Regions from separate parts of the Triticum aestivum genome. Here region 1 is linked to region 2. A link is a contact called in public Hi-C data. All regions are on one chromosome and are shown on one strand. Each heading gives the region's core, a stretch centred on a gene start, on an enhancer-like site or on the middle of the called end of the contact. The rest is flanking DNA. Distances are from core to core; before and after follow the strand shown. Region 1 holds the start of LOC123074662 (mitogen-activated protein kinase kinase kinase 17). Region 2 holds the start of LOC123074660 (membrane protein PM19L).

The links. Hi-C and Micro-C count contacts between places; a contact is called where the count stands out from the background.
Region 1: a Hi-C map of leaf shows a contact between it and region 2, with 4 times the contacts expected there. The contact joins the promoter of LOC123074662 here to the promoter of LOC123074660 in region 2. A contact is called at or near these places in 1 of 5 Hi-C or Micro-C datasets (leaf) and 1 of 1 datasets of contacts at active chromatin or transcription factors (leaf).

What each region holds. Positions count from the first base shown.
Region 1 is chr3D:359,903,596-359,909,819 of IWGSC CS RefSeq v2.1, reverse strand. It overlaps LOC123074662 (mitogen-activated protein kinase kinase kinase 17), which reads left to right and starts at 3,187. Exons shown (of 1, transcript XM_044497444.1): 1 at 3,187-4,705. The coding sequence starts at 3,314. The coding sequence ends at 4,690.
Region 2 is chr3D:359,511,439-359,517,751 of IWGSC CS RefSeq v2.1, reverse strand. LOC123074660 (membrane protein PM19L) reads left to right here and starts at 3,618. Exons shown (of 4, transcript XM_044497443.1): 1 at 3,618-3,856; 2 at 4,246-4,465; 3 at 4,582-4,627; 4 at 4,757-5,135. The coding sequence starts at 3,730. The coding sequence ends at 4,834.

The DNA of each region.
Region 1 (6,224 bases), core at 1,938-4,437, 390 kb before region 2:
CCTCTTGATTGGGCCCGACTCATACTGAAATCTGCACTCTTGGACAAATAATAACTGAAAAGCAAACGCACAATTGTGCTCCTCTCATCCTATCCAAGTAGAAAAAATGCTATCTCCGCTGTCAGATTTCCCGTCGCAGTAGATAGTATTCAACACTTGGCTCCTTGCGCGATAAACCACACCACGGCACACTGAATATGAAGCGAAATGGTATATTTGTCCAAGTTAAGGCACTGTTGCAGGTTTGTGGTCTCTTTACAGCTGCAGCCTGCAAAGGACGGTTCCCAGATGGTGGGTGCACCGTCACTCAACACAGATGGGTTTGTTTAACCGTGACACTTTTCTAGCATGCGACCTGGCTGGTTTTAGAGGATAGGGTTCGGTTCCAGGTTCCTGCGTCTCTCTTCCATAGCATATGGCATGGTTCAGAGCATCTGTGTGTCAATGATTCATCACTTTCTTAATGTGTCTGCCTGAAATCAAATCACGTCGTTTCGACTGATAAACCCCCGAGACATGCTCCGTCTCCTATCTCGTGCGATGCTCTGTCAACAACCTCCTCACATCCATGTTCGTGGACACGTCGGTCAAACAGAAACGGGGTAAAAAGACAGAAATCATCACTCGTCAGTTCGTTCTTTCTTCGGATGCATATGACCAAGTATAAGAAAATGTGAAAACGGTTGACCTGCTCCAGACCTAGAGCTGGTTCAACCAAAAGGAATAGTAGTAGCATAGTTCCAACTGGCGCATGGTTTAACAAATGGCCAGTGGAACAGCTAGCCTTGGAATTCTGGAAGAAATGGCTAATGTGATCATGTGCAGTCTAATGTAATCATACTAGGATGGTGAGGCTACTAACACCAGTATGAAGACTTTGTAGTATAAGCATAGACCGTACCAAACACTTGACTTGCGCAGCTGCCTGCATTCTGGCGCGTATTGACCTGGTTCGGCGCAGCAACGTGAGCTCTCTTCTCGCAGATCTCCAGATATTGGTAGGTTCGCGTGCCTGCCTCACTCCAGATCTAACGCGTTCGCAACGTGCGGGCATCGCATGTGCCACCGCCGACATGCGCGGTCTGGGGCCAAACCGACCGGCGCGAGCTGCCGCCGAACAGGATCCGGCGCCTGATTGTGATTCGATCCGAATCAGCGGCATGCTGAGGAGCTCCGTGTGCGTGGTGACCATGTCATACGTGTTCTCCGCCGCTTTGCGACGGAGTGGATGAATCGGATGTGCGTCCACTCGCCAGCTTGCCAGTTTGCGCCGTGCTGGGGCGCACGCACGCACGTCCGTCCGACGCGTCCCACCACCGCCGCTCCAGATGGATCGAGCAACAGGGAGAGAGGGACGGGGACCGACAGGGCGCCGGCAATGCGAGGCGTCGAGCATCTCCATGCCCGCCGCGGAATGGAAGGAGCGGTGCATCTGACGCATATCCCAGTTTGCCGGTCCGTTGCGGCCCGGTCTGGTCCTTTTCGGCCGGCCGCCGCAGGAATGCCGTGGCACTCACCATGCCACCATGCCAGTGTGCGAGCTGGGGTTTCCCTTTTCGGTCGGGCGACAGGGAATCAGCCGGCTCTGCACGATCAAGCCCGAACCATGCATCGCGGAGAATGAGGAGCCGGCTAGGAACAGAGGATAAGATATGTAAACAGTGTTTTGCACAGACAGCCTGGATGGAACTACTACTGCTGCTCCTACTGGCAATTGGCATTGGCACTAGCAGACAGTGGCCGAGTGCATTGGCAATTTGCACAGCCTCGATCGGTGACAGCGGTTGAATGCACTGCTGCAATGTACGTACAGTACATGGCTATAAACAGAGGTGGGTGAAAGGCACCAACTCTAGGAGGAGTCGGTCACATTGTTGAGATCTCCGTTCTTATCTTTGAATCCTGATCCAAATTTGAATTTTTCCCGGTCTACCGCAGAATTAATTACAGTAGGATATTGCTGAGTGCATAGTAGTGTGACCGTGGAGGTCAAGTACTCCTACCCACCAAGTTTCAACGGTAGGTTTGGTGGAGCAAACCTGTCCTTACTCCGATGAAATATCATTACTCTGTTGCAGACTCACAGGCCACAATGTCAAAGCATGCACCCAAAGCCCAAAGCCCCTTTTGGGCGCACGCGTTGACCTCCCCTTCTGACACGCTTACACGATTGTTATTAACTACACAGAGGAAAGAATGGAGTTCTTCCCTCCGATGCGAGCCGAATCACCAGCCACCGGTGTCGCGGCGTTTTGCTTTCTCGGCAGTTGATCCGATCGTCTCTGACCGAGAAGGCGGGCGTTGCACGTCCAATCTTGACCGGTGCGGCGGCACGGTACCGCTGATTTAAGTGGGCGGGCACGGCTGAGCTGATGAGCTCAACTGGCCCGGAATTAACGACCTCAACCGGCGCCAGCCGCGGATTAATTAGAGTAGGGGAGGCCGTCGCATCGCGCAGCTGACCTGACAGACACGCCCTAATGCACTAACCACGCTCGTGCTTCACATGTGTAGTACTGGTACTTGCATCTATTTTGGCTCAAAAAATAAGAGTCTATTCTTGCTCTGTACTGACGCTCGTGAATCCCATTTAATCACACGAAAATCACGAGCAGTACCTCCCCCCGTTATAGAACGCAGAGCAGGATCGCCCTGGCGGCTTTCCAATCTCGTGTTCCTCGTTCTCAGTTTTCTGAAAAAACACGCGGAACGCAGAGAGCATATTGTATTTTCTGGCCTCACACAAAGGAGAGCATATTGTATTGCTGCACCGCCACAAAAACAATACTGCGAGGAGATTGATTCGCTCTCAGTGGGCAAAAATAACAATGACAGTGGGATCCATGCGCCAAGTGCCTGCCGTTGGTGGCGACTGGCGGAGAGGAGATGGATGCATTTGACGGCGGCATGTGCAGCGAGCGAGCGAGCGTCAGGCGCGGGCGCCCGTCGGTTGATTGACCGCATGAGCCGCCGCGCGTTCCCACCCACACAAACACGCGGAAAAAAGATGAAAAAGGAAACAGCGTCCAATTGCCGCGCGTGGGTAGAACGCACAAGCCACGCTTTGTGCCTCGCCAAGTTGGGCATTGACACACACCAAACACCTTCCCCGCCACCCCGATCGGCCCCCTAATCTAATCCCCACCCAATTAGCTCCAAGTCGTCTTCCCCTTCCCCTTCCCCTCCTAACCCCCTTGCTTCCATTCCATGGATATATAAACGCGCGCAACCACAGGCCACCCAAACCCAACGCATACCAAACAAAAAGAACAACAAGAAGATCACCGGCTCACCACCACACAGACAAGCAAGAATGGCGATCGCCGTGAGCGGGCACTGGACGCGGCTGCGGACGCTCGGCTGCGGCGCGTCGGGGGCCGTGGTGTCGCTGGCGGCCGACGCCGCGTCGGGGGAGCTGTTCGCGGTCAAGTCCGTGCGCGCGGCGGACGCGGCGCAGCTGAGCCGGGAGCAGGGGATCCTCTCCGCGCTCTGCTCGCCGCACGTCGTCGGCTGCATCGGCGGCGGTGGCGACCGCGACGGCTCCTACCACCTCTTCCTCGAGTTCGCCCCCGGCGGCTCGCTCGCCGACGAGGCCGCCAGGAATGGGGGCCGCCTGGAGGAGCGCGCCATCCGGGCGTACGCGGCGGACGTCCTGCGCGGCCTGGCATACATCCACGGCAAGTCGCTCGTGCACGGCGACGTCAAGTCGAGGAACGTGGTGATCGGCGCCGACGGGCGCGCCAAGATCGCCGACTTCGGGTGCGCGAGGGCCCTCGGCGCGGCGGGGCCGATCGGAGGCACGCCGGCGTTCATGGCCCCGGAGGTGGCCCGAGGGGAGGAGCAGGGCCCGGCCGCCGACGTGTGGGCTCTCGGCTGCACGGTCGTCGAGATGGCCACCGGGCGCGCGCCATGGGGCAAGATGGATAACGTCCTTGCCGCTGTCCACCGGATCGGGTACACGGACGCCGTGCCGGAGGTGCCCGCGTGGCTCTCAGCGGAGGCGAAGAGCTTCCTCGCCATGTGCTTCGCGAGGAACGCCCGCGACCGGTGCACGGCGGCGCAGCTCCTGGAGCACCCGTTCGTGGCATTGCAGGCAGGAGAGGCCAAGGCCAGGTGGGTGTCTCCCAAGAGCACGCTTGACGCCGCATTCTGGGAATCGGAGACCGAAGAGGAAGAGGAGGAGGAGGAGGTTTCAGAGAGCCCGTGCGAGAGGATCAAGTCATTGGCGTGCTCCGTCTTGCCGGACTGGGATTCCGACGAAGGCTGGATGGACGTGCTCGGCGAGCAGTGTGAAGCTTGCGATTCACCAGCAACCAAGGGGCCGGCTGATGTGTCCAGCAGGGCGCCAAGCAAAGTGCTCGGGTCCCCGGCGGTGCCAGCTGAAGACGTAGCTGTCGTCGGCACCCTTTCGAGTGATGAACATGAATTGGACGCAGAGGATGAACCTTTCGGCGACGATATCATCCTAGCCGCTGATCCTTTAGTGGACCGCCAGATCGAAGTGCGTCCGAGCTCGGATAGAGATGTACTACTTTCATCATCACATGTACCCTGTAATAATCGAATCGTTGCAATAGAAAAGTTTCGTTTTCCACAAATCTTGCTGTGCCGTTCTGATAGACTACGTACTGAATTTCTACCCGTGCGTGGAGAACACAGTGCGTCTCCCTCTTTACACTCCAACTCATAACAAAAATCTTCCTACAACTTACACAACTACAGTACTACAGTAGCAGATAAGTAACCACGCAATAGAGAAGAGCATTGCTTTTGCCTGGGATAGCACGGCAGGGAAAGAAAACCCACAAAATGACTGTTTCCTTCCGCAGAGAAGCGAAGCTAGACGTTGGACGAAGCGTGCGGTTTATCCCATGCCAAAGAATTCCATCTTCCATCACAGGTGGACACGGCCGGATCGTCTCGGCCTCTCGGCCACGAAACGGGCGGGCCGACTTGGAGGTGCCGGCGTCAGCCCACGCCATCTCGTGCGTACGCCTCCACTTGATTAATGAATGAATGGCGCGGCAAGAAGAAAGCCTCCCCTCCCCTCCCGAGTGGGAAAGCCAGCGACGGCGGCGCGGGCGTCCGCTCAAGCAAAGGGGGAGAAAAGAAAAGAAAAGAAAAGAAGGAAGCCGTACCCGCTCCTTTTAATTCGCGATAGGGGTCAGGGAAAATGGGATATATGCCTCTGCCCGCCGCCCCGGGGTCCCAGCCGCCCAAGCCACCGCCCCGGGAGAAACCTGTACTATCTTCTAGCGAGCGGCGCATCGCCATGCACCTCTGGCCTCTGGACATGGGGCCGGGCGGCCGGCGCCGGCTGACGCAACCCAAGTATCACCGGTTCCATCACGCCGCACTGTTACCACATGCGATCAGTACGAGCACGACAGGCGGCGCGGCTGCCGTCCTTGGGTGATTGTCCGGCCGTCACCTCACGTACTGCCACTGGTTAAGCCAATACGTGTGCGTACGTGTCGAGCGGGCCGCGGCGTGCAGGCCCTGAGGCCAACTCCAATGTGCGACTCCATCATGTCCGCTTCGTTTGCATCAAAACGGATAAATAATACGACTCAACGCGCAACCGCATTCTTAAATTTTGTCCCTTCGGCATCCGGCTCGCCCAATTTCCGGCGCAAACATGCGCCAGATTTGCGACCACATGGACGTCGTCGAACGGACGTGCACGCGCTTGCTCGGCGTCCGTCTTGAGGACGTGTGGCGGTCGTTCACCTACCTCCATCGTCCAAATTCAATGCGCACGGCCGGCCGGCCCCGGTTGTCAGTACACGGCGGAGGGTCGTCGTCCTTTTTAAATTGGAAGCCGTGGACCGGCCAGTCCACAGTTTTCACTTCCTAGCCCTCATCCACATCTCCGCCGGCGAAAATGGTGAGGCGATGGTTCCTCGACCGCAAGATGAGGCATGACCACGAGGCCGGGCCGTCGCCTCTCCCCTACCCCGCCTCCATCTCCACCTCCACCTCCACCCCCACCTCGCCGGCGGCTGTACGTCAAGGCAGGGGTGTGCCAGTGCTACTAGGAGACGCGCACGCCGTTGCCGTGGGGCAACGTGCACCTCCCCAACAACTGGCACCTCTCCGCGGATCGCATGCCTGTCCCCCCGGTCCCGGTGAGCGGTCGCGCCCGCCAGGACGAAATCCATCGTCCCCACGCCCGCCTGCCCCCGGACCTCATCGAAGACGGGAGGTACGTCGTGGACTCGCCG
Region 2 (6,313 bases), core at 2,369-4,868:
CATGAATTATAGGCTTATCAAGACAGTAAAATTGAGGACATCGGAGTCTTGAATTCTGATTGAACAACTATCTTGAAACTCTTCGATACGCGCCTTCTTGAGCAACTAGCCAACTATGTTCCCAAGACAATTTGACTGCAAATCAATAAGTATAGAGCAACTAATTAATTAATAACTATCACCACAAATTTAGCTACCGCAATCTGCACAACACCGACAACACCTAGATAAGTTAAAGTGGCAGTTACAAAAACAATAAATTTATCTACTGACAGAATGATAAACCAGTCGATCGGTATCGACTTAGAGTTACAAGTTAACTTTCATCTTTCTGCCCTTCTAACTTGTGATAGTGAATTGTAGAATTTGTGATGGCACGCTTCGGGAATTGTGATGGTCAGGCAGCGGGGTATCACTGCATTGGAGCTAACAACATAATGGAGAAATGGTGGAACAAATAGAAGATGAGAGAGAGCGGGAGGGGGCAGAGAGACGCTAGGAGCAAGGAGCCTGGGATGCGTATCATAATTTGGCAACACATGAGGCCTTCATGAATGCACAGCGAACACTCAAGCAGATCAAGGAGTCACGAACATGCTATGACTTTAGCACGATCAATCAGGATCCCCAACGACGTGCATGTAAGGATAGTCACTTTGGAGCATGGGAACACTGAGCTCATTATGTTTGTAGTTCAAAAATATTTATTTTATGGCTACAGAAACCCAAAATTTTTCTACAGGCATATAGATGTGTAGTATATTTGCACAAAGCCAAAGTGAATTTCCCTCAAAGTCTCGTCAACATAAGTGTTTGTATGTGAGATAAAAAAAGACAGACATGCACAAAAATGGATTGTTTTTCCTGGCCAGAATTTTGTCTTTCTTAGTGTTATGTATAATACATCATATTATTCAACAAAATTAACAGGCATGCAGAGAACATCTATATGTAGTTGTGTAAAAATTAAACATTTTTAAAAACTTTTTAAATATCATTTTTGGGTCTTCCAAAATAAAAGGATCCGATACACTTAGGGTTGAAAACGGAGTGGAACTTTTAGCTTTTCCGTAGGAAAAATAGAAATGGAAATTTGCAAAACGGAAATGGAAATGAAAATTCTTAATGCGAAAACAGAAAGAAAAACGAAACGGTGTTTCCTGACGGAACAAACGTGGAAAGAAAATTTTTGTTTCCGTGAATATGGAATTCCCATTTTACTATAGGCCTATGGCTGATTTGTAGCCCAATCACCAAACAACACACAATGACACAATGAGCAGAATGGTCCATTTGAGGCCCTCTACTACCACAGATGTACTCAACTAGACTTATATGTAATTATTCGGTACTACTACAATACTATGCTAAGTTGATAACCTAATCATATTATTTCGTAGCCATGTTAACAATTCATTAGGTTTGTTGGTTTTTGTGTGTATTTTTTTTGTAATTCAAGGAGTTTTTAAGTTTCGGTCAACACCCGTTCCTGTTGCCGTGTCCCCTCCATATTTGCTCCGTGCCCGTTTCCAGCAGTATATGTTTCCATATTTATTTTGGGGGTTTCTGTATTTATTTCCGCTTCTACAAAAAATGTAAAAACAAACATGGTAGCACCCAATTCTTTTCGTTCCTGCGATGTTTTCATCCCTAATTGCACCCATGCTTAAAAAATCCACACTCGTGTATGTGCCTCCCTTTTCATGTATTTTTGAAGAATTGCCTCTTTTTTCATATGAGATACAAGATCGCACCCAATCACTATTAACCAGGTCTGATGTACATGCGTCTCTGCTTAAGCCCACTTTCTGATGTCGTTGTCCAACCATATACGATGTAGCAATTTGTGCCCTCTCAAACTTTTGGGGGCCCTATTCTAAAATAAACTTTTGGGAGCCCTTGTGTTGGAGCTCACATGCTCCTATCAATGGGTTTTCAATTAGAACTCTACATTATGCTCTTTGCATCATATTTCATCCATGTTTACTGTTTTTTTAGAATTCATCCATGTGTGCTTTTAAGATTATATTTTTTTGCTTATTTGATGAGGATCAATTCTGTTTGGCTGCATCACAATGATGCAGAAGCGAGGTTTAACCTCCTTTAAAAAAAGAGGTAGTAGTTGGCCTATCCATGTTGCAATAGGCTTGTAGCAGTGGTTATTTATTTAACAATAAAACCTCCTCTCATTCATTTGTAATAAGTGTTACATCATTTACAGTCAAAGGAGAAATAGAAGTAGAAGGTTCATCCATCCAGACATTAGTGGGAGAAAATATCGCTAAGCTAGCTAACTCATGAGCTACTGAGTTTGCCTCTCCTGGGAAAAGTTCAAAAATTATATGAGGAAATCACATGACATATGATAGCAATGATCGAAGATAGGTGCTGGGGCTCCTGCAAGATTTGCTCCCTACTTCATTGTGTTAATGACATCCATGTTGTCTAAGTTAACCACTAGTTTGTTACAACCAATAGATTGTACAAGGGATAAAGCATATCCCCCGGCAAAAAAAAGGATAAACCATATTTCAGTGCCATGGTCTCCGCAGACAATACATCTGAACACCACTCAATTATGCTATTACCTACAACAATAAACTTCCACCGGCTGTAACAGCCCCAGTGGTTCTTCTTAGCATCTCATCATCAAAACATGCATCCACATTCAGCTTGACATAGTGCGGAAGAGGAAGCAATTCCTTTTCTTGATCGTTACGTTGATTTGCCATAAAAATTAGATGCAATAATCTCTCTCATCCAAAAAACTATTTGGGGATTAGAGGGATGGGGTGAGATTTGAGGGGATTGGGCGGAGAGAAGGGGTTCACCAAATTCCTTCATGTCCGCAATCGATTTTAGGCTTGCAATCGTGCTCTTAACCGGACATCCTAGCCGTCCATCTTGTGATCCAGTGGCCCAAGACGCAATCATATGTTTCCTTTTCTTTATTACTCCCTCCATTCCAAAATATAGTGCGCCCGCGCTTCCCGAGGTCGAACTTTGACCATAAATTTAACGAACGAGACCGACTGCGGCAGGTGAAAAAATTACATAATTAAAAACTTCTTTCGAATACGAACTCACTGATATAATTTTTGCTCCCGCCGCAATCGGTCTTGGTAGTTAAATTTACGGTCAAAGTTGAAGCACGGAGATAGAGGAAGCACTACATTGTGGAATGGAGGGAGTACTACGTAGTATTTGGCATCTACCAGACTTGTGTTGCACGCAGCATCATACCAAGAGACGACGGCCAAAGCTGCGTTCCACGGCTGTAAAGCAATAAAGCGCGGGAACTAAACTAAACTGAACCAAAAGGGTCGATGCATATAGTATGCATGTCCGGCAAGGAAAGGTATCCACTGTCCAGCCAGCCGTCATTTTATCCTCGAGGCCAACGGATCGAATCTCTGACAGGTCGAGAGGCCGAATGCCCCAGACCGCGGGGACGGCTGCCTTAAGCATCAAGTTTGTCACAAACTTGACGTAACCCAGCCTCCACAAGCACGCAATCGGCTGTCCATGCAGCCGAGGGAAGCAAGGAACAAATCTAGCCTGGATTTTCCCGTCGATCGTTCGTGCGCACGCCCTGTGTCTATATATAAGGTGCAGCCGCCGATGCAATCCTTAAGCCGCCTGAAATACTAATACTGACTAGTAGAAGAAGAAGTAGAGCCCAGCCTCTGATCGGTCGAAGCGTTCGCAGCTAGGAGCACGCACGCACACATGGCGAACGCGGGGCTGAAGCCGGTGGCCGGCTTCCTCCTGATGCTCAACTTCTGCATGTACCTCATCGTCGCCGCGGTCGGGGGCTGGGCCATCAACTTCGCCATCAACAACGGCTTCTTCATAGGTACGTACTGCTGACCGGTAGTGCATACTCCTGGTGCATTATCTTGTGTTAATTCCTTGAGCTGAAGCATCCTTTGGTTCATAGGATAGGAAAATTGTAGAAATAAGAAAGTCATAGAAAATGAGATGACATGTATCTCAAATCCTATGAGTAGGAATAGGAAAGAAGATGCCCTTTGATTCACATCATAAGATTTTTGAGTCTAGGCTAATGTTTATTTTCCTATGAAATATGGAAGATAGGAAGAATTCCTGCATAGAAATAGGATTACATTCCTACAAACCGAAGGGCTCTAAAAAAATTTTCTACAAAAATCCTATCCTATGAAATTCCTACATGATTCCTCCAAACCAAAAGAGGCCTGAGCGTATGTATGTTGTTATATACAGGTTCCGGGCTGGAGCTGCCGTCACACTTCTCTCCGATCTACTTCCCGATAGGGAACGCGGCGACTGGGTTCTTCGTCATCTTCGCCGTGATTGCCAGCGTGGTCGGCATGGGGGCGGCGCTTGCCGGATTCCACCATGTCCGGGCGTGGAGCCACGAGAGCCTGCCGGCGGCAGCCTCCTCTGCGTTCATCGCCTGGATGCTCACGCTGCTCGCCATGGGGTATGTTGTAGTATGACCACTTCTACGTACCACTCCCAACTCTCTTTCTATGCGTGCATATGTAACGTTTTGCCTGACTTATTTTTAATCCTCTTTGGCACCTTCTGATTCTCCAGATTGGCAGTCAAGGAGATTGACCTGAACGGCAGGAATGCTAGACTGGTAAGACCGACAGACGCACTGTTTAATTTGATCAGCACTAGTAGGGAATCAAGTTGTAAGTTTGTGACTACTGATGTGACACGATATAATCATTAATGACTGTTTGTGTTGGTTTGGATTGTCTTGTAGATAACCATGGAGGCTTTCACCATCATACTCTCGGGGACGCAGCTCTTCTACATACTCGCCATACACGGAGGGAGGTGAAGGGCCAGCTCAAGTGGGCAAGAGATCGATTGCCGATGGAATATTTGCTTCCAAGCGTGATGATTCAATGCCGATATATCAACTACAACTAGCCGAGCACTGGTTGCATGTGTACATCTTTGATGTGGTATTAAAACTTGTGTATCGTGTGTTTATTGCTGAGACGGAAATGCACTGTGCATGTGTGAGTGTGTGTGTATCTGTACGTTGTGTGTGTATAAGCGTTAGATGCGTGTTCAGATTTCCGCGTGATTTGTTGATTGGGAACCAAATACGAAGCTATTATATTCATTTGATTTGAGTATATCGTCTTTTCTACGGAAAATTGTTAATATTAGTTACCCCCTCCGTTCATAATGTAGTGCATGCAGATTTTTCTTAAAAAATCAAACCCCACAAACGTTGGTCAAGTTTGTCGAGAAAAACATTTACATCTAGAAAGCCAAACATATATCATTAGATTCATCATAAAATATAACTTCATATTTGATATATTTGGTGTTGTGCATATCGTAATTTTCTCTGTAAACTTGTTCAAAGTTTGCAAAGGTTGACTTTTAAAAAATCTATGCACACTACATTACGAAAAAGAATAGGGTTATGTCACATCTAAGCTGATGTTCACTCTGTTTGTGGTCTTTTTTTTTGTCCTAGTTTTTTTTTGTTTCTTGTTGCTGCATTATATATTTGTGGGAGCTTAGATGTGACATCCTTAAAAAAATATAGATGTGAATTAGTCAAACTGAAAAAAAGTATTAGCATGATGCACTGTTTTGGGGTTTAGGGTGTTTATCTGGCGCATGTCTCGTCGGCTATTGGGACAGATCCAAGCAACCAACTTATCGCTCATTGCCAACACAATTGTTGTGTATCACTCGTAGCAACTGTTAAGTCTCCGATCGCCCACCTGCGTAGTTAGATGGGCTGGCCCATTAGAGATTAAGCGAACTGAGAGTGTCACCGGTTTTAGGAACCATTTACTCCCTCCATTCCTAAATATTTGTCTTTTTAGACATTTCAACAAGTGACTACATACGAAGCAAAATGAGTAAATCTACACTCTAAAATATGTCTATATATATCCGTATGTGGTAGTCCATTTGAGATCTCTAAAAAGACAAATATTTAGAAACGGGGGCAGTACAAGGGACCTCCTATCCATGCAGTCTGCGGTGGTGCTTAGTGAGCAACCCCCCCCCCCCCCCCCCCCCCCCCCCGCGCATTTGCATGTACGCGCTTTGGGACGACCCATGTACGTGACGGGGCGCCCCAGTTATTTTTTCTATTAATTATTTTTTCTTTGTTACCTTCGGAAAAAAGTTCGCGACTCTCGAATTCTAAAAGGCCGTTCTGGATATCATACAATGTTAAAAAACGAATTTGTAAAAATTGATTGTTTATATAAAAATGTTCCCAAGTTTCAAAACACGTTCTGAATTAAAAAATGTCCTGAATCTCATCACATATTTGAACAATGTT